Regions from separate parts of the Mus musculus genome. Here all the other regions are linked to region 1. The links are chromatin contacts, called in public Hi-C, HiCAR-type and promoter capture Hi-C maps. All regions are on one chromosome and are shown on one strand. Each heading gives the region's core, a stretch centred on a gene start, on an enhancer-like site or on the middle of the called end of the contact. The rest is flanking DNA. Distances are from core to core; before and after follow the strand shown. Region 1 holds the start of Lgmn (legumain). Region 2 holds the start of Ttc7b (tetratricopeptide repeat domain 7B). Region 3 holds the start of D130020L05Rik (RIKEN cDNA D130020L05 gene). Region 4 overlaps Ccdc88c (coiled-coil domain containing 88C). Region 5 holds the start of Gpr68 (G protein-coupled receptor 68).

What was found. Promoter capture Hi-C pulls out the DNA fragments that hold promoters and counts their contacts. Hi-C and Micro-C count contacts between places; a contact is called where the count stands out from the background. HiCAR-type assays count read pairs that join an accessible place to other places.
Region 2: a promoter capture Hi-C map of liver shows a contact between it and region 1, with 4 times the contacts expected there. The contact joins the promoter of Ttc7b here to the promoter of Lgmn in region 1. A contact is called at or near these places in 4 of 39 promoter capture datasets (hippocampal neurons, liver and pre-B cells) and 1 of 115 datasets of contacts at active chromatin or transcription factors (embryonic stem cells).
Region 3: a HiCAR-type map of astrocytes shows a contact between it and region 1, with 6 times the contacts expected there. The contact joins the promoter of D130020L05Rik here to the promoter of Lgmn in region 1. A contact is called at or near these places in 5 of 39 promoter capture datasets (the C10 cell line, cranial neural crest, hippocampal neurons and 2 more), 2 of 484 Hi-C or Micro-C datasets (forebrain and uterus), 8 of 115 datasets of contacts at active chromatin or transcription factors (astrocytes, embryonic forebrain, embryonic stem cells and 4 more) and 1 of 9 other capture datasets (adipose tissue).
Region 4: a contact with region 1 is called in a Hi-C map of B cells, with 6 read pairs. The contact joins the enhancer-like site here to the promoter of Lgmn in region 1. A contact is called at or near these places in 3 of 39 promoter capture datasets (the 3T3-L1 cell line, embryonic stem cells and hippocampal neurons), 1 of 484 Hi-C or Micro-C datasets (B cells), 2 of 115 datasets of contacts at active chromatin or transcription factors (astrocytes and large pre-B cells) and 1 of 9 other capture datasets (embryonic stem cells).
Region 5: a promoter capture Hi-C map of hippocampal neurons shows a contact between it and region 1, with 6 times the contacts expected there. The contact joins the promoter of Gpr68 here to the promoter of Lgmn in region 1. A contact is called at or near these places in 2 of 39 promoter capture datasets (hippocampal neurons and stem cell-derived epiblast-like cells).

What each region holds. Positions count from the first base shown.
Region 1 is chr12:102,437,977-102,442,076 of GRCm38.p6, forward strand. Lgmn (legumain) reads right to left here and starts at 1,752. Exons shown (of 14, transcript NM_011175.4): 1 at 1,655-1,752.
Region 2 is chr12:100,518,145-100,522,462 of GRCm38.p6, forward strand. Ttc7b (tetratricopeptide repeat domain 7B) reads right to left here and starts at 2,678. Exons shown (of 20, transcript NM_001033213.1): 1 at 2,427-2,678. The coding sequence starts at 2,547.
Region 3 is chr12:101,080,423-101,085,013 of GRCm38.p6, forward strand. It overlaps D130020L05Rik (RIKEN cDNA D130020L05 gene), which reads left to right and starts at 2,029. Exons shown (of 2, transcript NR_038050.1): 1 at 2,029-4,077. It overlaps Ppp4r3a (protein phosphatase 4 regulatory subunit 3A), which reads right to left and starts at 3,280. Exons shown (of 15, transcript NM_211355.2): 1 at 2,307-3,280. The coding sequence starts at 2,448.
Region 4 is chr12:100,992,557-100,996,866 of GRCm38.p6, forward strand. The region is part of intron 3 of Ccdc88c (coiled-coil domain containing 88C); the gene reads right to left. The region is part of intron 4 of Gm36756 (predicted gene, 36756); the gene reads left to right. Among named protein-coding and RNA genes, the nearest start is that of Gm36756, 8.1 kb to the left of the region's middle. Within about 2 kb of position 2,270, at least 54 of the 459 cell types and tissues checked have an H3K27ac peak or open chromatin away from gene starts, as enhancers often do. A contact at or near this core is called in B cells, where this site is marked.
Region 5 is chr12:100,896,618-100,900,799 of GRCm38.p6, forward strand. Gpr68 (G protein-coupled receptor 68) reads right to left here and starts at 2,763. Exons shown (of 3, transcript NM_001177674.2): 1 at 2,626-2,763. It overlaps Gm36572 (a long non-coding RNA gene), which reads left to right. Exons shown (of 5, transcript XR_381840.4): 2 at 1-729; 3 at 1,804-3,100.

The DNA.
Region 1 (4,100 bases), core at 502-3,001:
GCAAGAGCCAGAATGTCCCATCACTACTATCCCTGGAGCTGTCACAATGCTGTCACCCAATGCTTTACTCATGTGTCCCTAGCAATGCTGGGGACAACAAGCCACTGTGCTGCCAGCCTCATAATTATGTGCAGGACATGACCCTCCACTGGTTTGTGTGTGGCTCCAGAGAGTCCTCCCAGTTACTATAAATAGAAAACGCTCTGCAGGCCGCAGCCTCGCTCTTCTCCTGCACACTGTACCATCTCTGATCGTACCTAGCAGCCCCACAGTGAGTGCCCTACACCATCCAGGTTCCTGTGAAAGCCCCACACACACAGCATACACATAGCAACATCGCCTACTGACACATATGTCCAAGAATGTGTCCCCATCAATAAACAGTGTCTTGGGCATGGTGTAGTCTCTCTCTTCCTACCACTGCTCTAACTCCCCTGGGGGTGACTGTGGTGCCCTTCTGGTCTTCAGTGTGACCTCCTCTAACACTTTCTACCCTACAAACCCGATAAGGTAAAGAGAAATCTACACTAAAAGCAGCTCACTGGGTATTCAGGACAACACCTAAATTCCCCACCCCACTAAAGGGCATTTGAGATACACGTGACATCCTCCTGCATCAATTCACTCCACACATGTAATCCCTTAATCCAAACAGGCTCCACAATCCCAGGTCCAAAAAACGCTGTTCACAACTTCACCTTGCTGTTCTCCAGGTAATGCACACCCCTCCTCCGACCCACTAGCCACTCCCTATCTCCATGGCTCCAACTTCACCCCTCTCCCCTCCACACCAAGTCCTAGTTCCTCCCAAATGAGGTTTGGGTGTTGTCTCTGTACACAAAGGACTATCTCTACCCCCAACAAAATAAATTCGTCTCAAAAATCTTTGCAAAGAACACAGCATGGTGCCCCAACCCTGTAATTCTGGCCTTCAGAAAGCTGAGGCAGGAGGGTCGCTGAATTCAAAAACCAACCTCATGGCTACATGTTGAGTTTGAGGAGGCTGTCTCAAAGCAAAGAAAAGCTTACCTTACTTACTCCAGCCCAATAAATATTTGGTTTGCAGACCCAGAGTAAAGAATATTCCATAGGGCATACAGCTGTAGACCACAGGGCGAGTTTCAAATCCTGACCACTCATTTTCATCTATAAAATGGACCACGTGACAGACATTCCATCCTCCAGCCCTTAGGGTCTACTGTACTTAACACAAAATAATCCTAACCCTATGGGGCCAGGGACCACAAAGGCTAGCTTTCACTATCAAGGAGCATGTGAGCCTCCCTGAAACCCACTAGCTCTCGCCAGGAATATTTGGGGTATTCCTGTCGGGGTGTTTTTGTTCAGATCGGGAATCGCCCCTGTCTACTGGTGTACTGATTCAAGTTAAAAACATCAACAACAAACCCGGGACTCTGCCAAGAGCTGCCTGGCTGTGAAACCTTAGTAAACCGACTCCTCCTCCTGCCTCAGTTTCGCCCTCCAGGGCAACCCGCCGTTCCAGCAAAGCACACTCGCGACACAAACAAGTCTCCGGCTAGGAGCTTTCAGAAGGGAAATATTACTCAGAAAGGGTCGAGGGATGGAAAGCCTAGCCAAAAACCGCTAAGTCACCTCTCATGGGGCGCGGGTCCTCCCCGGGGTCCCCGATTACCTGGGCGGGTGATCGCCGCGGTGACTGCAGAACCGTGGGAATTCCGGGCGTCGCGCAGACTCAGAGCAGCCACCTCTAGAGTCCGCCCCGCTGTGATTGAGCTGCGGCAACACAGATCGCTGAGCCCGGGCTACCTGCGCAGCCTGATTTGTGCAGCCTCGGAGTGTGGCGTATAAGGAAACCAATAGAAGCTGAGACTGAGGCCGGCAAGCCAGAAAGACTACGAATCCCAGTGTGCGTGGGCGGGGCTTCGGACCCTGTGGGCGGAGCTTTAGGGCCCTGTGGTCAGAGGTTGGGGCTGCGTCTTCTCAATGAGCTAGGCATGAGCACCTAGGTGTCTGGGGACTCTACGGACAGTGAGTGAGAAGTCGCGCGAACTAACTGGTCTCCAGCCTTGTCAGCGCACTGGACCTACGGATGCTACCCCGTAGTCCACCCACAACAAAGGACTGTTGTTTTGGGGTTTTTTTTGGTCTGCCTTGGCCTATGATCACAACACCCACCCCACCCCCAACCTCCAGAAATGTATGGCCACCCCAGCTCTACAGACAAGACATCTGACAAAATCAAGGAGCTTAATTTTTTTCAGGCTCCCAAGACACTTTCAGTGGCGGAAGCTAACCTTAGTAGTCTGGTTCCTGAATGCTAAAATCCTAATTCCCTGTCACGTCCCAAGTGTTCGGTGTCACAGTGAGCTGGAGAGGAAGTAAAATACTCTATATGCAAGTTCCAGAAGCTGGTGCTCAGTGAATGAGTTGGATGGAGTTGTGACAGAGTTCATGTAGTCTTGCCCGAGTATACCAGGACCCAAAACAGGGCCAACTCATTTGGCCTGGGGCTTACTGGTCAAGCTAGACTGCTGGCCAGTGAATCCAGGAGATCAGCTGTGTCTTTCTCCCTAATGGTCACACAAGTTTGTTACACTTTGAGCCATTCCCCACCCCACCCCCCGTCCCTGAATCTTTCCCCCTCCTCCCCCCAAGTCTTAGGCCTGGCAACCCACAGCAGGTCTGCTCCCTATCTCGGTTAATAAGATCATAGCCGCATCTGCCAGCTTAGTATTATCTCTGGCCATGTTTGCAGACAAGGAGAGTTGAATCATTGTGAGAGACTGTAAGGGCAGCAAAATGAAGATAACAACGGACACTTGGAAGAAAACATTTGCTGTCACTGACCTTAGCATACGGCCACATGGCCTAGGATCACAGCTTGGAGGTGACCTTGGGCTTCAAGTCAAAACCCTATGATGAAACATGCCTTCCGGTCTTCCACCGTGAGTATTTGAAGCACATTCATGGACTCACTGAACATATTTACCAGGCCCCTTTAAGTGCCACACATAGCCAAGTATTGAGATAAATAGGATTTTATTTCTTCCCCTTGGGCATTAGAAATGTGTCCTTAGCCACTTCCTATCTCACCCAAAATAAAAGGTAAACTTTGACGGTTAGGCCTTAATAATGAAAGGGACATCCTGGCCTGTGGCCTGATGTGTTCAGACAAAGGACCTGGGAAAACCTTTTCCCTCCCTCAGCAATAGTTGAGTTGAGTGGACCAGAAGAGAAGGCACTGTAAGTGGATACCTAGTAGAAGATGCTGGGGGTTGCCAAGGTGATAGCCGGGGAGCCCAGGAGACCTGCAAGGCGATGCCAGAGAGGTCTGAGTCCAGGCCTGGGAGCACAGTTGAGCTCTGCTTTCAAGTTATCTGGATTCAGATTTCAACCCCACACCCACTACAAGCGTCTTGCCCGGAACTAGCTCATCTTCTCGGTTTCCTCATACCTGGCAGCAGCTAAGTGCCCCATAAATATAAGGTTCAATGGTCCCTTGGGCAGTGGGTGTAACTTGAGAATTCTTTTCTTTTCTGGGACAGGGTTTCTCTGCGTAGGCCTGGATGTTCTGGAACTTTCTCTGTGGACTAGGCTGGCCTTGAACTCAGAGATCTGACTGCCTCTACCTCCAGAGTGCTGGGTGGGAATAAAGGAGTGTGTCACCTCTGCCCTCTTGAGAATTCTAATGAGGAAAAACAAGGTAGCTTGGTATGGTTGAATACACCTATAAATCCCAATGCCTGGGAGACTGAGGCAGGGACATTGCCTTCAGTTCAAGGCCAGCCTGGGCTATATAATGAAACCCTGTCTCAAAAAATATAAAAAATAAAATAAGATAAAATAAAGAGAGAAGGGAGGGAAGAGAAAAGAAAGGAAAAGAAGGGAGGGAGGGAAAAAGAGAGGGAGGAAAAGAGAGAGGGAAGGACAGAGGGAGGGAGGGAGGGAGGGAGGGAGAGAGGGAAACAGAATCTGTGACCTTGGCAACTGTCTTCACTCTATTGCTTGCTCATGACATGGCAGCCATGTGTTGAACCAATGGAAAACACCCCTGGCCCAAGCAAGTACCAACACAGTCCCCAGAAGCAGGCTGGCACCAAGCTTCCTGCAGACACATA
Region 2 (4,318 bases), core at 1,428-3,927, 1.9 Mb before region 1:
GAGCTGTTTGGCAAGGCAACTGAGGCTCCGCCAAGGTCACAGAGGCAGAGGGAGTGGCGGCAGCAGGTTCAGGCCCCTGGGTACTGGCTGCAAGAACTGCACTGGTGGCCTGCAGCTGCCTTCAGAAAAGCGTAGTATGACAAGCTTGGCATTAACTAGTTCTCCTTACTTTAAGCAGCAAAGGTTTAATTTAAGCAGTGTGCCACCTGCCTAATACCTGTGCTAGCAAACACACAGAGACTGAAGGGTAGCCAGGGCCCCAAAGCCAAGAAGAGGTCCCACTCCCAGTCCTAGGAAGGTCCCCTCGAACAGGGGAAGACCCGCCCTCAAAGGTTTCTCTGCACCTGAGTAGATACACTGTTCTGGGTTGGTTTCACCCTTTCTCTGCTTCCTTACTACCTCTCTGCGCAGTCTCTTGGACCTTCTCTAGACTAGATGACCTTTCCCCATCAATGGCTGCTGCTTCCCATGTGCGGCTCAGGGAGAAAACTATCTCCCATGACTCTTCTGAAGCTAACTCACACACAGACCCATGGCCACACAGTGTTCCACTCATCACCACTACCCAGCCCTACCCCACACCTTAGTCAAAGCTTCGGATGAGGCCACAGGTTCTGGAAAGAGTTAAGCTCAGAGAGGCCTTGAAAATGGGCCCATGAATGAAAAAAGAGGGGTCCGTGCACCCTCTCATTCCAGGGACCAGCAGCTTGAGCCAGTGTCTTCTCCCTTTCTGTCCACGATCGCAGCCACATCAACATGTCTGTTTTTCTTCTCCCTGACTACCTTCATAGTTGGGCCTCAGTGTTCCTCTCAGAGGAAGTAAATGCAAGACAGCAGGGGCCTGGTCAGCACCTGGCCCAGGTGGGCATTGCACACGCCACTGAATGAGAGCAGACAGCCAGGTCGCAGGTGGAGACGGGAGGATGCTCACAACCACACCCAATGCTAACATCCACCTGCACAGGAGGGATGGAAGTGACCCAAAAAACTTAGGAATGTGACTTCAACAAGAAGCAGGAAAATGCAGGAAGGAAGGAGACGCCACAAAAGCAGGCAAGGTCAAGTTGCCTTCGGGGTCCTGAGTACTCAACACCTTTCCCTCCAATGCTAACTTAACAAAGACACCTACCCAAAGCAAGGTACTGTGGTTGACAGTGTGCAAAACCAAAACCTTGCCCTGTCTGCATGGTGACATTGCCTATGGTCCTAAACTTGGGAGGCAAGGCAGGAGGCGGGAGACTTTGAGGCTAGCCTAAGCTATAAGGTAAGTTTGAAAGATATATAGAGAAACCTGGTTTGGTTTGGTTTTGTTAAGTTTTCATTTCCAGGCGCTATTTTCATAAAATCACAAACAACCACCAACCTTAAAGAGGCTATGAGATTTCCCTGTCCGTTTCTGGGTAGTTCGGGGTGAAGGTTGAAAAGAGTACACATGTCCTTCCTTGAATGAGCAGTGTCAGTCCTTCATTCATTCCCTCTGTGATTTGTCTGTCCCACGCCTGCTCAGACAGTCTTGGGAAGCCAGAGGTGAAGGAGGACAAAATCCTCTGCCCTCTCTGCCCAGGCTCCAAGTGCCTGCCTGTGGTTTTGGCGCGTACGAAAAGACAAGCAAATATTAACCATACTTGCTTCCAAAACAAATAAGGCCACGTGGAGTCTCGCTCTGGAATGTGATTTTGGCTGCAGTTTTGGTTTGATGGGTTGGAAGAACCAATTCAGCAAATGGGGTCATTGGCCAAGTCCAGCCGCCAGGTTTCCCAAGTCAGATCCTGGTTCCTGGGCGCACCAGGCCCCTCATCCAATCAGCTCCATTTCCCTCATTGTTAATACAGTCTCATCTTCCTGCCCAGTAACCTTCTCCCAGACTCCCTGACTCTGTTTCCCTTGTACTCTCCACCCTATCCTCTCTGGGTCTGCAGATTTGACACCCAACTGTCTTGACCTCAAGACACAAATCCCAACCTGCCAATGCCACCCCTGACACCCTCCAAGTCTGAGCTCCCTCCTGGGGCCCTTGATTACCATATGTTCACAACATCTCCATCACAGGACCCCTGAGCACACCACACACACTCTGGTGGTCCCCAGATGCCCACAGGTATGTCCCGGGGGGCTCCATACACACACAAACGCACACACACACACAAGCTCCAACTTCTTGGAAGCCCGGGGCTGGCCTCCGGTCTCTGGGGTCGGTGAACCTCTCCAGCCTGCACGTCAGGACTCCAAGGCTCCGACAGGCACAGCCCGCCCGCCCAGCCGCACGCCGCGTGACCGGAGGACCCCGCGTTCCCCAAGGGCCTGGCCCGCGCACACCGCGCGGCCTGCGCCTCGCCGCCCGGCCGCGCCCCTGCTCGCGCCCGGAGCCTCAGGCCTAGCCCCGGAGGCCGCGGCGGTCCCGCAAGCCCCGGTGCGTCCGCGCGTACCGTTGGCGATGAGCTTGGCCGACAGCTGCTTGACGAGCTCGGGGATCCGCTCCCATTGGCACTCGGAGCGGCAGCGCTCGATCTCCGTCTCCAGCCGCGAGCCCGCCTTCCTGGTCGCCATGGCCGCCCTGGCCGGCCCGGCGCGCGCCCGCAGGCCCCGCAGGCCCCGCCGCCGCCGGGCCCCGCGCCGCCTCCCGCTGCGGCCGCGGGCTCCGGCTCCGGCTCCCGGCTCGGCGGCGTAACGGGAACGCCGGCCGGGGAAGGGGCGGGGAGCGGGCGGCGGCGGGCGCGGCGGGGCCCCGGGCGCCGCGAGGAGCGGCCCCTGCCGGCCAGGGCCGGAGCCGCAGCGGGCCGGGGCGGAGGCCGGACAGCAATGAGGAGCGCGGGACGGTGCTCAGGAGCGAACCTGGAGCGGTGAGGGGTCAAGCCAGGGCAGCCACCCCGAGGATGCTCTGGGGCTCCAAAGGCCGGGGTTTCTAGTGCGAGAGGGCGTGAAGGGCGAGCCTGCCTCGGCTGGCCCTGCCATCGCAGGTTGCTTGTGCTGGCCTGCGCCCCTCCTCAGGCTCCCCTCTGCCCCAGGTAGCCTCCGTCCCCATCATGTGGCCAGAAGCAGTGGAGATTCATGCTCCTCCAGAACCTGCCCGAAGTTCCTTAAGTGTGTGTTGGAAGAAAGTGAGGGAGGACGTGTGTGTGTGTGTGTGTGTGTGTGTGTGTGTGTGTGTGTGTGTGTAGCTGCAAGCCCAGATGCCAGCTCCCTTGCCCTCTGAGGAGAATACCAACTCATAAGTGGCATTTCCAGGCCTTGACCTTGTAACTGAGAGCAGGGGCAGGTGTCTAAGCTGAACATTATTTCACTTGTGTAATTTATTCAGTAACTATAGAGTCAGAGGTCACCCACACAGAGCTAGGTAGTGTTTTAGGGCTGTGGAAACGGAACGAAGTGGGTACAACTTTGCTTCAAAGTGGGTATAAAGTTCATAGCCCATTCATGGAAATGAATTAATTAAGCAAAATAAAGTAGCAAATTAGGTTATGGGTTGGTTAAGGATGGTGTTGAAGTGATATTTGACAGTTTTAAAGATGAGAGTCGGGGGGATATGGGAGGTGGGGAGGGCAGATCATTACAGGCAGAGCAAAGGCCTCGGCTTTACTATATTTGGTGAGTTAGAAAAAGGCCAGAGTGGCTGGGGTGGAATGAAGGCAAGGAGCTGAGCAGATGATGTCAGGAGGGTGGGGGTTAGTCCATGCCCGGCCTTCTGGATCATTAGAAAGACTGTCTTTCTTCTTGGTGAGATAGGGAGCCTGCATGTTAGTCAGGCATGCAATGGCAAGGCCTGCAAGTATGGACATGACCAGTATTTGGGAAAGTTGGTCAGGGAATGTGGCTTCAGGGGCAGTGGGGGTGTTGGACTCTGCAATACTGCCTCTGAGGATGGAGCTGTCATCTGGGCAGTACCCTGTCACCAGGTTCATCCTCTTTGGGTGTGTCTCCTCCAGCTTTCCAAAGCTATCAAGTGCAGGCTTTTCTCTCATGCCCTGGGGATAAATGAAGACCAGACTCACAGGCCTTGGTTTACAGGATCAGCAACTGAAACTCAGTAAGGGCCAAGAGGAAAGAAGTACTTGGGACATGACCAACACCACACTGAGGCAACCCAAGGCCCTCAGAGGTGATGGGAGCAGAGCAGATGGGGCTCAGACACTAAGGACAGCCCAAGGACAGGCAAACAGAATGCCAGAGGAAATGAGGGCGAAGGAGCAAGGGTAAAGGGGTAGGAAAAACGGTGGGATGGAGAAAATGATGTAATTCTATTTTACACACACACACACACACACACACACACACACACACAGAGAGAGAGAGAGAGAGAGAGAGAGAGAGAAGATGACCA
Region 3 (4,591 bases), core at 779-3,278, 1.4 Mb before region 1:
CCTGTTCTAATAAATTAGAATTTCAAAATTCCAAATGGAAGAAAGGGGCTTAGAGGCTATTTCCTAAGTGATAAAATATAAAAGGGTATAAAACACCAGACTTTTGTTGTATAGCCCTGGGTGTCCTGGAACTTTGTAGACAGGCTGGCTTCAAACTCAGAAATCCGCCTGCCTCTGCCTCCCAAGTGCTGGGATTAAAAGCGTGCGCCACCACCACCCAGAAAGTCTACATGCTTATCCTGTCTAAAGGCCTTTGTAAAACTGGCTGGCTGTGGTAGTTCACTGCAGTAATCCAACACTCAGGGGCTCAGGTAGGAGAATCGCTTTGAGTTGCAGACCAGCCATAGCTAGATAATGGCTCCAAAACAAAACAGGTTGGATGTAGTAGTACACCTATGATCCCAGGCATTGGGAAGATAGGGACAAGAGGATCGTGAACTTCCATATTTTGGGCTACACACAATGTTTGATTCTAGTCTGGTACTACAGGAGACTCTTTCCAAAAAACCAGAAGGATCTTTGCATAATCAAATAAAGCACACTGGTGTGAGTATGGTTACATGTATTAGTTCTGAAATTCAAGCTTACATCTAGTTAAATCTCACAATTACATTGGGTCTTAGAGGCAGTTCAGTGGTAGAGCACTGCCTAGCATGCTCAAGTCCCTGTGTGGATTCCATTCCCAGTTAGCCCATCCTCACAATAAGCTTAACCCTGAAACCCACACTTCCACTTTACTGTAAGGAAAGTTTCCACATGTACAAACATGCAGAGGTGATTACGTGACTGTCACAAACACATTTAACTTGTATATTAGCAGCCAAATAAGAACCCAGCTCTGAAAATATACCTGTTGTAATCAGAAAAAAATTTTCAGACCAAGTCTTACTATGTAACTGCAGCTGATCTAGGACTCTATGTAGACCCAGGCTGGCCTCCAAGTCACCAGAAACTGCCTGCCTTTCATGTTAGAAAGTAACTTTTTACCAGTGGTAACTTATTTGGGGTAATCTTTATAATTATACTCCAAGTTAACCATTCTTCAATTCAAATCAATGTTTCTACAGTCTTCAACCACAGACAGGAAAATCTTGGTTTTTGTGGAATGAGTTCTGAGTCTAGTCCAAAAAAGAGGGGAAAAAAAAAAATCTTTGAAATAAATTTGCAATATTTCAGACATGAAACAGCTACAAATAGTTCTCAACTGTAAAACTGCAAATTAATGCAACAAGGTAACTATACTTCTGCTCCAAAAACAATTTGAAGTTTTGGCCAATATGTATTTTCTTCCAAGAGTGAAATTCAGAGAATGCAAACCCTTAAGAAAGGAATATTTTAAAACGTGAAACCGTTATTTCAAACAACCTTATCTTTGAACACTGAAGACTGTTTCAATAGACTTGAGGTGAAAGCAGAAGGACTTGTTCAAGTGTTAAAAGATACCTCTCCCCACCAGCCAACTCAACCAACTAAGGACCATACGCTTAAACAATCAGAAAAGCTTGCAATAAAATGTTCCAAAGGTTCACGAGTTCCCACAGAAGACCTACAAAGTCTTTCTTTCTTAGCCAGGTGTGGCAGCACTTTAATCCCAGCACTGGAGAGGCAGAGGAAGGCAAGCTTTGAGTTCAAGGCTAGCCTGGTCTATAGAGCAAGCTCCAGGATAGTTGGGCTACATACTGAAACCCTGTCTCAAAATACAAAACAATAACAACAATAATAATCATCTCCCTTTCTTGTGAAAAAGACAACCAACCCCGGTCAAGACATGTGTGTCCTCGAAAGCCAAAGCAGCATTTTCTCTGTCTGGTGGAACTGCCAGATTTATAGACCTTATTGCAGACCCTAAAATCTGAAAGATATGGTGGAAAAGGTTTAAAACAACAACAATCCCACCAGAACAGAACTTTCTCAAAGTGTGCAACAGCTATGAACTTTACGAGCGCCAAGCAAGGTTTTATGCCTGCTTTACAGATTGGTGAACTAAGGGGTGTGTGTGTGTGGGGGGGGGGGGAGCAGATCGTTTCCGTTAAATGCCTTTCTCAAGGTCACGACGGTGCAAAAACCACCGGGGAAAGAGGATCTCAGGTCTCCGACCTTTCTGCACTGGAAAGGCAGCACGGCGCAACGTGCTCCGCTCTGCTCGAAATCCCAACGCCACAAGGTTTTCGGGTTAAGGATGGACACCCCGAATGCTCTCCACCGAGCTCCACCGGACTTGGGTACCCCGTGGCGTTCCCGTCCGCACTCCCGCCGTCCCAGTCCGAGCGCCACTGCTCTGAGAGGGGCCAGTGAGGGTCACTTACCGTCGCTCTCCGCCCTGACGAGCAGGGACATGCCCTTCAGCCTCTCCACGTAGCCGGAGGACACATGGCCAGTACCCCGGTCGTCCCACTGCCGGTCCTCGTTGAGCGTGTAGACCTTCACCCGCCGTCGGGTGTCGGTCATCGTGCCGGCCGGGGGCCCCGCCCGAGTGGCCCAGGGACAGTGTCCAGAAAAGGCGGGCGGCCGCAAACGGGGAACTCCGGGACCTCAGTGCCACCGCTGGCCGCCGCGGAGCTGCGCCGCCGCTCGCATGGCCCGCTCCCGGGTCCGAGCCCCGGGCCGCCGCCTTCTCTCGTCTCCTTCTCCCCGGCGCTATTGTCCAGGCCGAGCGAGCGCGGCCGCCCAGCAGCCCCGACAGGGAACGCGCAGCACTACGCAGCCTACCGGCCCGCCGTTCCAACGAGGTGCGGCTCGGTTCACAGACCCGCTCCGGCCTCCACCATGACCTCCGCAGAGCCGCTTTCCCGCGCCGCCGCCTCCTCAGGCCGCCGCCGCCATGTTTTCCTCCCTTGTACCTGGCCCAGCCGCTGCAGCAGGAAGCCCCGCTCCGCTCCTCCCGCTTAAAGCATCCGAAGCCGGTGAGGTAGCACTTCCCGGGAGACTCCGAACGCCTCTGGCCACCCGAGAACCCCTGGCTCTTCTTAGAAGCCGCCTTCCCTACTCCGCCGCCTCTTCCGTCTTCCTCACAGAGCCAAAGCCGCCGCCATCTTGGCTCGCCCCTCAAAAGCGGCGCGCGGGGCCACCTAGGCAGTAGCGGCAGGGGCGGCCCGCAAGCCCCACCACTTAAAGCGACAAGACGGGAGCCGGCAGCTTCGCTCCGGCCGAGGCCTTGCACCGAGGCGGGCGCGGAGCTGCGGGGGTGGCGGGAGCGGAGGAGGCGGGACGCGAGTCGCGCCGGTGACGGACCGGGACTCCCTCGCGCTGCCCTGCGCGTACTGTCGTGCAAGCGCGGGCTGCGTGTGCGTCCGTCGCACTTTGAATTCGTCATCACCTCGGCTCCGGGCGGGGAAGGGGTGTGGAGTCTGTTGGCGGCTTCTGGAGCCAGACTGGACTCTGATCCCGGAGCTCGTCCTTTCCCGTGCGAGCCTTCTCCGGACGCTTTAGGGAGGACCTTTGCAGTCGGCCCTGGGGGCGCGGGCTGCTGGCGTCCTCCTCGTCCTCCCCCCGCCCTCCTCCTCCTCCTCCTCTTCTTCCCTTGGCCTGAAATAGAGAAGTTTCTGAGAGAGGACCGTTTGGACCGCGAGGTTGGCGGGATGCAGTGAGGCACGCAATGGCCGGGCAAGTCTAAAACCCTCGACGCGGTGTTCACGCGTGGCACTGCTCCCCGGGATCATTCTGAGCACTCACCTCACAATAATCAGCGGTTATCTCCCTTTCTCTGTCGGTTATCAAAGCTGATCGTCTGTAGCCCTAGGCTGGTTTGTTTGTTTTTTTAAACAAAATAACAAAACACATCTTGAAGGGCTTGCAAAGATAAATGCCGTACTGTATGAATAAGATGAAATTCTTTGTTTTTTTGTTTTTTTTGAAACACAGCCTCACAATGTTGCTCTGACTGGCTGAAGCAACGTATGCGAGAAGCTGGGATCTTTCTTAACCCACACCAGAGACAAGTGCTCGCAAAGACATACCTGAAATCATTCACCAACAAAACTCGGAAGCATGTAAAAACAAAGCAGTTGCTGTTTCTAAATACCAGAATGCAATCCTTTCAAGCATCTAGATGGAGCCCATGAGCTCCAAGCAGAGCAGGTTAGCAGTATGGCCCTCTATGCTGATTATTTTATAGCAATGCTTCTAACCTTCCTAAAATGCTCTGACTCTTTTATAACACAGTTTCTCTTGTTGTGGTGACCCCTCCCTCACTATAAAATCATTTTGTTGCTACTTCGTAACTGTAATATGCAGGATATCTGCTGTGTCCCGTGTTTGACCGCCAAGGGATCGAGACCCACATGTTGAGAACCACCTTTTTAAAGGCCCTTGGAGACTGACTAGCAGAGCTTACACAGTGAATAGTTTCTTATCTGCCTTGACTCTTTACCCATCAAAGAAGAAACTGTTGCTTTCATCCCTCTGAAACTGTTTTGCTGGAGTACAGAACCCAATAGAACACACCTAGCCAGTCTCAGTATTTTGTCTCCTGGCTTATTCTGATGATGGAAATCATTTACAAACTATTTTGTGTCTTCCAGAGCTTTCCTAAATTGCTATGATCCGGGTCTTCCTCTCCTCTATAAAGTGTCCTTTAGAGACTTTGAATCAG
Region 4 (4,310 bases), core at 1,020-3,519, 1.4 Mb before region 1:
AAAACCATAAAACCTGCAGGGTGCAGAGAGGACAGTATGTGGGTGGACCTGCTCTCAGAGCCCACAGCCAGAAGGAGGCAGTTCCTCCAGCAAGCCTAGCACCCTAATCAAGACAGCTGGCTGCTGAGCAGAGGATGTTGGGAGGTCGGGGATCCCCGCTACTTCGGTTTAGAGGTGGTGAACAATCCTTAAAGGTTCATGAAAGAAAGCTTAGTCCCCGGTGTGGCAATGTTAGAAGGCTGTGGGACCTTTAAGAGGCAGGACTGGATGAATGGGAGGTGATTAGATAGTTCTCGAGGGACCCATGAATCTCACTGGCTTTCTGCCTGTTATGTGATCTCTTCTGCACCACTCCTGCCTTTGTGACATCCCCTGCATTAGGGGATCCAAACCAGCTGCCTGGTCCTGGGCTCCCAGTCCCACAAACTGTGAGCTAAAGAAGCCTCTTATAAGCTACACTGCCTCGGACGTCTTGTTACAGTAACAGAAGGGGTTCAATCAGAGGCTCTAAGAGGGAGGTGGTCTTGAAGTGAAATGACAATGAACAAAGAATAGGTACCAAGCAAGATGTGCAGGTATGTAGGTGGCCTGGGTCTGTGGCAGGGGAGGTAATAACAGAGACCAAACAACCAAACAAGATGCAGAGGTGCCTCTACCCCGTCCTCCAACCCCAAGGCTGGAGTGATATATTTCCCCTCCAGAGGAGGCCCAGTGTGAGCCACTGCTCAGGGAGTGACTCACCCAGGAGTGCCCCATCCACAGAGCCTCTCTGCCAGACAAGCAAGTGTTCTTCCTAACCCACGGGTGACCAAGCTCCACACTCAGCATGCAATCAGGCCCCAGCCCATGCTGGCCAAACCCAAAGCCACTCTGGTAACCCTTGGCTTTTGCTAGGTTGTCACTCCCAACACTTAGAGGCACAGATGTTCCCTCCTTGCACTGATTTAGAAAAGCCTGGCTGTAATGAAGATCCAAGGTCGTAAAAGTGGAGCCCTTGAAGACAGACAGGCAGACCATGGCTACTTTTGCATAGAGAGAGGGTGTCAACTCCATCCTTGAAGCTTCAGAAGCAGAAATTCTCTCACAGCTGTCTCCATCCCTCTGGGCCAGGCATAGAAAGGAAGGCAGGCTGAACAAGTTTACCTGCTGGGACTTTCTTCTCTCTCCTTTCTCCAACTGAAGAGGAAAAACATACACACAGCACGGGGACGGACGGACACGGACACACACACACACACACACACACACACACACACGGACGGACGGACACGGACACGGACACATACACACACACACCTGCCTGTATCACTGGGGTAGTTTTGACTCTCCAGGGCTAGTGGGGACACCTTCTGAGAATGGAGGGGCCTAGTCTGGGCTCAGTGGGAGAGGATCTACAGCAGTGGATGCACGATGACTGGATGAGTGCTAGACTCAGTGTGTGCTTGGGAAAATGAATGACAAAGGCTGCAGGGAGAAACAGAGTAGATAAATGAGCAGGATTGTGTGTCCACCCTCCAACAGTCCCCTCACTGTCCCCCACCCTATGGGTATATCTCTGTAAACTGGCCACTTTCCGCAGAGACAGGAGTCTGTAACAAGAGAAGACATTTCATCTAGAAAGCAAGAAAGCACCATCACCAAGAATATACTCCCTAGCAGGAAACTGGGGGTGGGGGTGGGGTGGGGGTGGTGTGCAGCTCAGGAGAGAGCTGACACCAGGGAGGGGGTAGGTGAAGAAACCAGTTTCATGAGTAATATATTGGCAGGAAGTGAAATCTCAACAGATGTTATCAGCTTTAGGGCTGCCATCCTGGGGAGACACCTACCAAGTACTGACTGATCAGAGATGGCCACAAAGGAGGTTGGTCTAGTTCAAAGAGGGGGCTACAGAACCTCAACACACACACTGCCCATCTCCAGTGCAAAGGTACTTTACCTAACCAGCCGGTAACCACCCAGGTGCTGCATAATCTTATTTAGTCCTAAAATAGGCAGGTGGAACCAGAGTTAGGTTATTAGCCATCTGCCAATACATGATCCACTCCTTTGATGCCAGCACTCCACAGGCAGAGGCAAGCATATCTCTGTGAGTTTGAGGTCAGCCTGGTCTACTGAGTGAGTACCACACTGATCAGTACCATAGAGTTAGACAATGTCTCAAAAAAGGGGTGGGGGAAGAAAGGGGGGCCCACAGATCCCTCTGACAGCTCAGGGCTTCGGAGGATGTTGAGGTAAAGGAAGGGCTGAGAAGTACATCTGAGTCATGGGTATCAGGGCCTCAGATGAATAAGGACTGTACAAGACAGGCGTGTAATGTGGGCTGTGAGGCAGGAAGAGATGTGGAATGAGAACTATGGGCAAAACAAAGATCAAGTGGGAGGAGCCCAGACAGAAGAAGCCTCTGGAAGCCCAACTACATCTGCCCTGGGCTCCTGCAGTCTGATATGCAATGCTGAGGAGCAAGGACCCCTCAGGTGAGCCAGGATTTCCCAGGCATTCTACAGCTGGCTTTTAGGCTCAGGTGGCTGGCGATGGCTCTCTGGAGTGTAGGGACCCTGAGTGGGGCTAGAGAGATGGCTCAGCAGTTAAGAGTACTGGCTGCTCCCCACAGGGCAGCTTACAACTGCAGCTCCCCTTCCATGGAATCCAACATCCTCTTCTGGTCTCCTTGGGTACTAGGCATATGTGGATGCAGGTAAAACACCCATACACATAGAATACAAATTTTAAATCTCAAAAAGGGGAGGGGGGATTCTAAGGCCAGGTCCGAACTCAAAAGCAGAATGTGCCATGGTTGACCGGACAACGTCCAAGCCAGGATTAGATATGGTGTCGCCCCCTCCATGTAATCAAATGTGACAGGTGACTACAACGGTATGTGGTACTGAATGGCTAAGGGATTGTGGGCAAGAGCGATCTTCACTGCTTACAAAGCTATGCCCCAGGCTTTGTGGATCAACCAGCCTCAATTACAGTCTCCTTTCTGGTTTGTGGGCTCCTAAGGTGGCAATGGCAGCCCAGCACACAGGAGAGTCAACAGCCAAGCGATCTAATTCAGGGACCACAACTCCCCAGGAAGCACGCTCACCCTGGATGTCAACAGCCTGACAGTGGATTTTTACTGACAGGGATTAAAAACTGCCCCTCAGCCAGGCACACTGAGCCAGCTGCTTTCTGAGGTCTAAGGGAAGCCATCCAGCTGTGGGTAAGGGAGCGTGAGGCAGACAGCCAGGGTCAAAGAGCATCTTCAAGGAGCTCCGAAAATCAGACCAGCAGTCACATGGCGCCACAACCTGTCAGCTGCGGGCCTAGTCATTACGCACATCATCTTTGCTCACTGCAGCCGAACCAGCAAGTGCCCTCCTTTCTTCAGCTGTAGCCCGAAGATGACATGAGAAGACCAACAGCCCAGTAACTGAGAGCCCACCACATGAGCGTCTGTGAGGCATGGGAGTGGATGGCCAGCTCACTCCAGCTGCACATTCTACTGGAATGTATGGAGGAACAGCTGAAGATGCAAGCTATGAGCCCTAGGGCACGGCTAGAAACCCCCAAGTGGAGTGTGACCGTCCAACGTTGAGGTCATGATGACTGGTGACTGGCAAATCTGGAGGTCCAAGGGAAGGCAGATGGATAAACACGCCAGGCTTCTGAGGCAGTTGCAGCCCCTGTTACCAGACCCTCCCGTGTCTAAGCGTTCTCTCAGGACTCCTGTAAGCCACCTGTCTCCATTTTCGGCTTTGCATACTCAGCTGCTTCAGTTCTAGGTTCCTTCAGCCTTTCAAGTGTAGCTGAGCCTCCCTCTGTTCACAGCAGGGCACCAGAGAGTGAATGTGAATGAAATGGACAGTTTTCCTGCCCTCCAGGCAAGGCACTGATCAGCCCTCCCCACTGTGAGATCAGCAAGGAACACTGCCTGCTGGGTATTTAAAAAAAAAAAAAAAGAAAGAAACCTGCTTGTAAAGAGAGAGTGTTGCAAGGCCAGCACCAGTTAAGCTGCCGCCTACCAGAAAGGCAGAAGACAAAATAGTAAAAGCATGGCTTACTCCACCCACAGATCAGCATGGCTTACTCCTCCCAGATCAGCCACCACTGGGTGAGCCACATTGGCTCAGTCTCTAGCTGGCCACTCACGATAGCCCCAGGCTTGTTGAGATGGGAAAGGGCTGTCTCCCCAAAGGTCAGACTGCTGAGGCCGGACGGACAATACCCTGAGGTTAGCATTCCAGAATTGTGGCTGCTGCCCAGTCAGGGTCAGAGGGTGAGGCTGCCCTAGGAGACAACCCTACACCTACACAGCCAAGCCACGC
Region 5 (4,182 bases), core at 1,513-4,012, 1.5 Mb before region 1:
GCCCTCCTCCCAGGTCCTGGTGGGCTCTGTGATAGCCTGACCAGTAGAATTAAGTGGAAACAGTATTGTTCCAGCTTCCGAGTGCAGCCTGAAGGAATGGACAGCTCCCACTCCTTATCTCTGCAGAGAGTTGCTGTTGCAATTTAGGTGCTAAACTGGAGGGCACTCGCCAACCAAGACAAGAAGTTACAGCCCCGGGTGAACTTCCAATTGACAGCTGGGACAAGACTCCTGCTATATAAGTGTGTGATCCAATGACAGATGGGCCATCTGTCTGATTCACAAGCAGAGAGCACCCATGGCTCTAAACTAAGCCCTTCCTAACAGTCTTTTTGAGCAACATAAACAAGTGTTCTGAGCCTTATTTGTTGTTGGTTGTTTGTTTGCTTGCTTGTCTTGTTTATTTAGAGACATATAATACTTTCTATCAGTTCTTTGAGAATTTAACACAAGTTACTCTGATCACATTCACCTCCATTTTCCCCTTCCCCAACTCCTTCCAGATCCATCTCCACCTACCTATCTCTCCTCCAGGTTCCTGCCCTCATTTCTCTGTGCCCTATTGAATGCAATTTGTGCTGTCTTATTGAAGCTGCCCTTTACTCCTGTGTCTTCCAGCATTAGCTGCAGGGACTACTATACTGTCAACTGATGAAGGATTTGAATTCAACCTTCTTCAATCTTGCTATCCCCTATCAACAGTTATTCTGATTCTTCGGCCACCCAGAGGTATACATTTTAACTCTTCCGGGATTTGGATTTATTCCACACGTTGTTGCTTACTCCCCAGGGAAAAAAAGGAGCCATTCAGATCTATAGGAATAGTATGAGCCCCACTTCTATGTGTGGATCAGAGTTGACCTATCACGCATGGGTCACCCCCTTAAAGAAGACTGAGTCTTCCTCCCACAGAAGCCATCAACTGCTCCTAGCTGGAGCTCACACATTTAAAGTGGTTTGCTCTGCCACAGTGGCTAGTGGGAACATTAGTATTCTTATCTCCCAAAACACTTTAGGGTCTACCATGTACTGGACTCATTTGCAGGGTTATTTAATTTTATTTATTTTTATTCACTCTATCAAGTAAGTATTGTCATCTCTATTTCCCTGCAATATATGAAGGTTCAGAGAGGGAAAGTACATTGGCTGGGGTCCACCAGCTGAAACAGGAATTTGGATGCTAAGCCCCTGGAGATCTCAGCTTAACAGTCCTTCTGACTCTAGTCCCTGTCCGATAAATCTCTTCCTTTTGTGTGCCTTTCAACAAGAAGCTGCAGCAGAGAGAGGGTGGGGAGGGGAATTCTCAGAGTTGGCATCTATGTGGAGGTGCAAGCTTTGCCTGTGTGTGGTCTCATCGCTACACTAGAGAGTGAGCTCTAGAGGCAAGTCTCTTTTCTTAGAAGGGTCAACTGAAGTTTGAAAGGAGGGCATTCGGACCAGCAATGCACATGGCGTGCATGTAGCCCCCTGGGGAGTAGAAAGGAGAGAAAGGGTGAAGAAACAAATTTAAAAAAAAAAAGAGGAAGAGGAGCCCCAAACTCTAATGAACAGAAGTGGCTTTAAATGAGCCATGAAGTTCTGGAACTGGCCAGGGAACTGAAAGAGGTCCCTATACAGCCGGCCCAGCCCACTGAGCTCAGGAAATTCCCCTCTCCCTCTGGGTTGAGAGGTGGAGATGCAGGCAGGGGGCCAAAAGAATGAAGCAGGTCGTAGCCTTGACTATATGATTTGTGTCAGATGGGAGGGCAAGCGACTGCCACATGCCACCTCATTAAACTCTAGGGTTGATTCATCTACCCACAGGTATCCTTCCCAACCCCCTCACAGCAAGACATGCCCAAGGCCTCTGGCACATTGGCACCAAACCAGTGCTGAACCCCAGAAGGCTTGCTGCCTTAGCGCCTGTCACGCTTTCGTCCACCTGTTCCTTCATCCAGACCTGGGACACAGCTTTTTCTCCCGGACATTTGATTCCCAGAGGGGATTTAAGCGTTCAGACCAGCAAGTGTTATTATTGCTCCTGCTGACTGGCAGTGGGCCAGCTCCACCCAACCTCCCCTCCCCGCCCTACCCCCCAGAGCAGAAGGTAAGGACATGAGAATTGTTTGGGTCTCAGCGTTTGAGCTCTGAGCCTGTTGGAAGAAGGGCCACGAAGACTCGAGTGTGAATAGAAAAGGACCCCAATGCAATCTTTAGATCACCAGAACTGGGTAAATGAAGGGTTAGAGGTCTCATACTTTTTTTTGAGGGTGAAGAAATTACCAGGTGGCCACGGAGCCAGCCGCGGGGGCGGCTGCTAAACCCAGTGGCGACCACATAAAGAGACACTGGACCCAGGAGAGGGACCCGGGGCGCTGGCGCTCCAGGGCAGACATTCCCTGCTGACTTCGGTCACAGTCAATTCTGCGGGTTCACCGCACGCATACGGTGGTGTTTGGGGGTGTGCCCGCCTCTTGTGCCGCCGCTCCCGCATCCTTTGCTGGCCGGCCCGGAGCGCAAGCACACCCGACCCTGCGCTCCGGAGCAGGACTCAGAACCCAGCAGACCTCGCTTCTCCCGACCCTGGTAAGCCAGCGACCAGTAACCATGGCAAAAGGAAGGAGCCTGGCTCGCGGGAACACATACCTGTGCAGCGACAGTCTGGGACGCGGGCCTGATGTCCTCTGGTGCAGTGCGTGCGCCTCCTGGAAAGGCTGGGGACTCCTGCAAGGCACGCAGGTCCCTTTCTCCTAGCCACTCTGGGCCACGTTGTGCGAGATTCCTCCCGCTCCCAACCCTAGTCAGGCACAGCCAGACCTGTCGGTCCACGCCCTGCAGCTCACACTGACCGCAAGCCACAGATGAGGCGCCTGCTAGAAGGGCCGAGGTGGCCTGAGCGCTCGCCGGTCCCGGAGGTGCAGCACCCCCATCCCCCTCCCTGCTAGCATCCTGACCTAGAGACTGGCTCTGCGGAAGAAGCCAAGCTGCTGAAGCACTAGGGGACTTCTTCAGCCACAGGCGCTCCCAGGGACGCTGAAACCCAACGTGGGAAGCTGGGAGGAAGGTAGAGAGCCTTTCTGCGTTCATCTTCGGTCTCTAACGTATCCACTCATTAAATGAGGTGGGTGTCACAGTTCTGGGCCTTTCTCTACCTGCTGGAAGCTTGGGGCTTAGCCTCTGGATCCCAGACCCTGTCCCAGAGCCAGCGGGTATAGTCAAGGACATAATGAATGACCTTCTCTGGTTTTATGGAAACATCAAGGAAAACTTACTGTCCTCTGCCCTACATACTGCCCTAAACACTAATAGCAAATAGTCACAGTTTGCCTTGTTATACGCACCTAAACGTGTTGATTTGATTAACTCTACGAGGCAAGTGCTACTATTTTTCCCATTTATAATGGAGAGAAATTGAGGCACGAGAGGACAAATAGCTTGCCCGAGGCCACCCACTTACTTAATGAAGCCTTTGAGATTCAAATCTACATCCCACCCTATGCCACCTTGTATCTAGGTCTCTCACAAGTGCATACCTGGGCTCCTGTGGGTCTTACCCCCACCCCCACCCCCCGCCCCCCACCCCCCACCCCCAAGACCCTTTGCCTCTGCCTCTCATTTTCTGAACTTTCCCAGTTTGGGCTGGTGACTTCACTGATACACTTCCCAGAGGTCTTCACACTGCCTGGTAGGATTGCTGGCATGCAGTTGCCTGTCTGCGAGACCCATGCTTGAATCTATGAAATAAATGTCTGAACCGGTTGGTGGGGGGTCTGCAAAGCTCAAGTCTGAGACAGGGAGACAGGGTAGAGATGGAGTGCAAACCGAGGTGTAGACTAGAGAGGGACAGAGTAGATCTATGTCAGTGGCTGCCAAGCCCTTTGGGTAGCTCAGGGTGCTAGGATGTAGTCTTTAGGTCAGTAGTTCTCAACCTTCCTAATGCTGTGACCTACCCCCCAATCATAAAATTATTTTCATTGATACTTCATGACTGTAATTTTGCGACTGTACGAATCATAATGTAAATATCTGTGTTTTCCCCAATGGTCTGAGATGACCCCTGTGAAAAGGTCACTCAATCCTATAGGGGTGGAGACACACAGGCTGAGAACTACTGCTCTAGGTGGGACTTTTCACAGAAGGCAGAAGGTACAAGAGCAGCCAAAATAGCGGGGGTGGGGTGGGGGGTGTTTCTCTTCTGGTGCT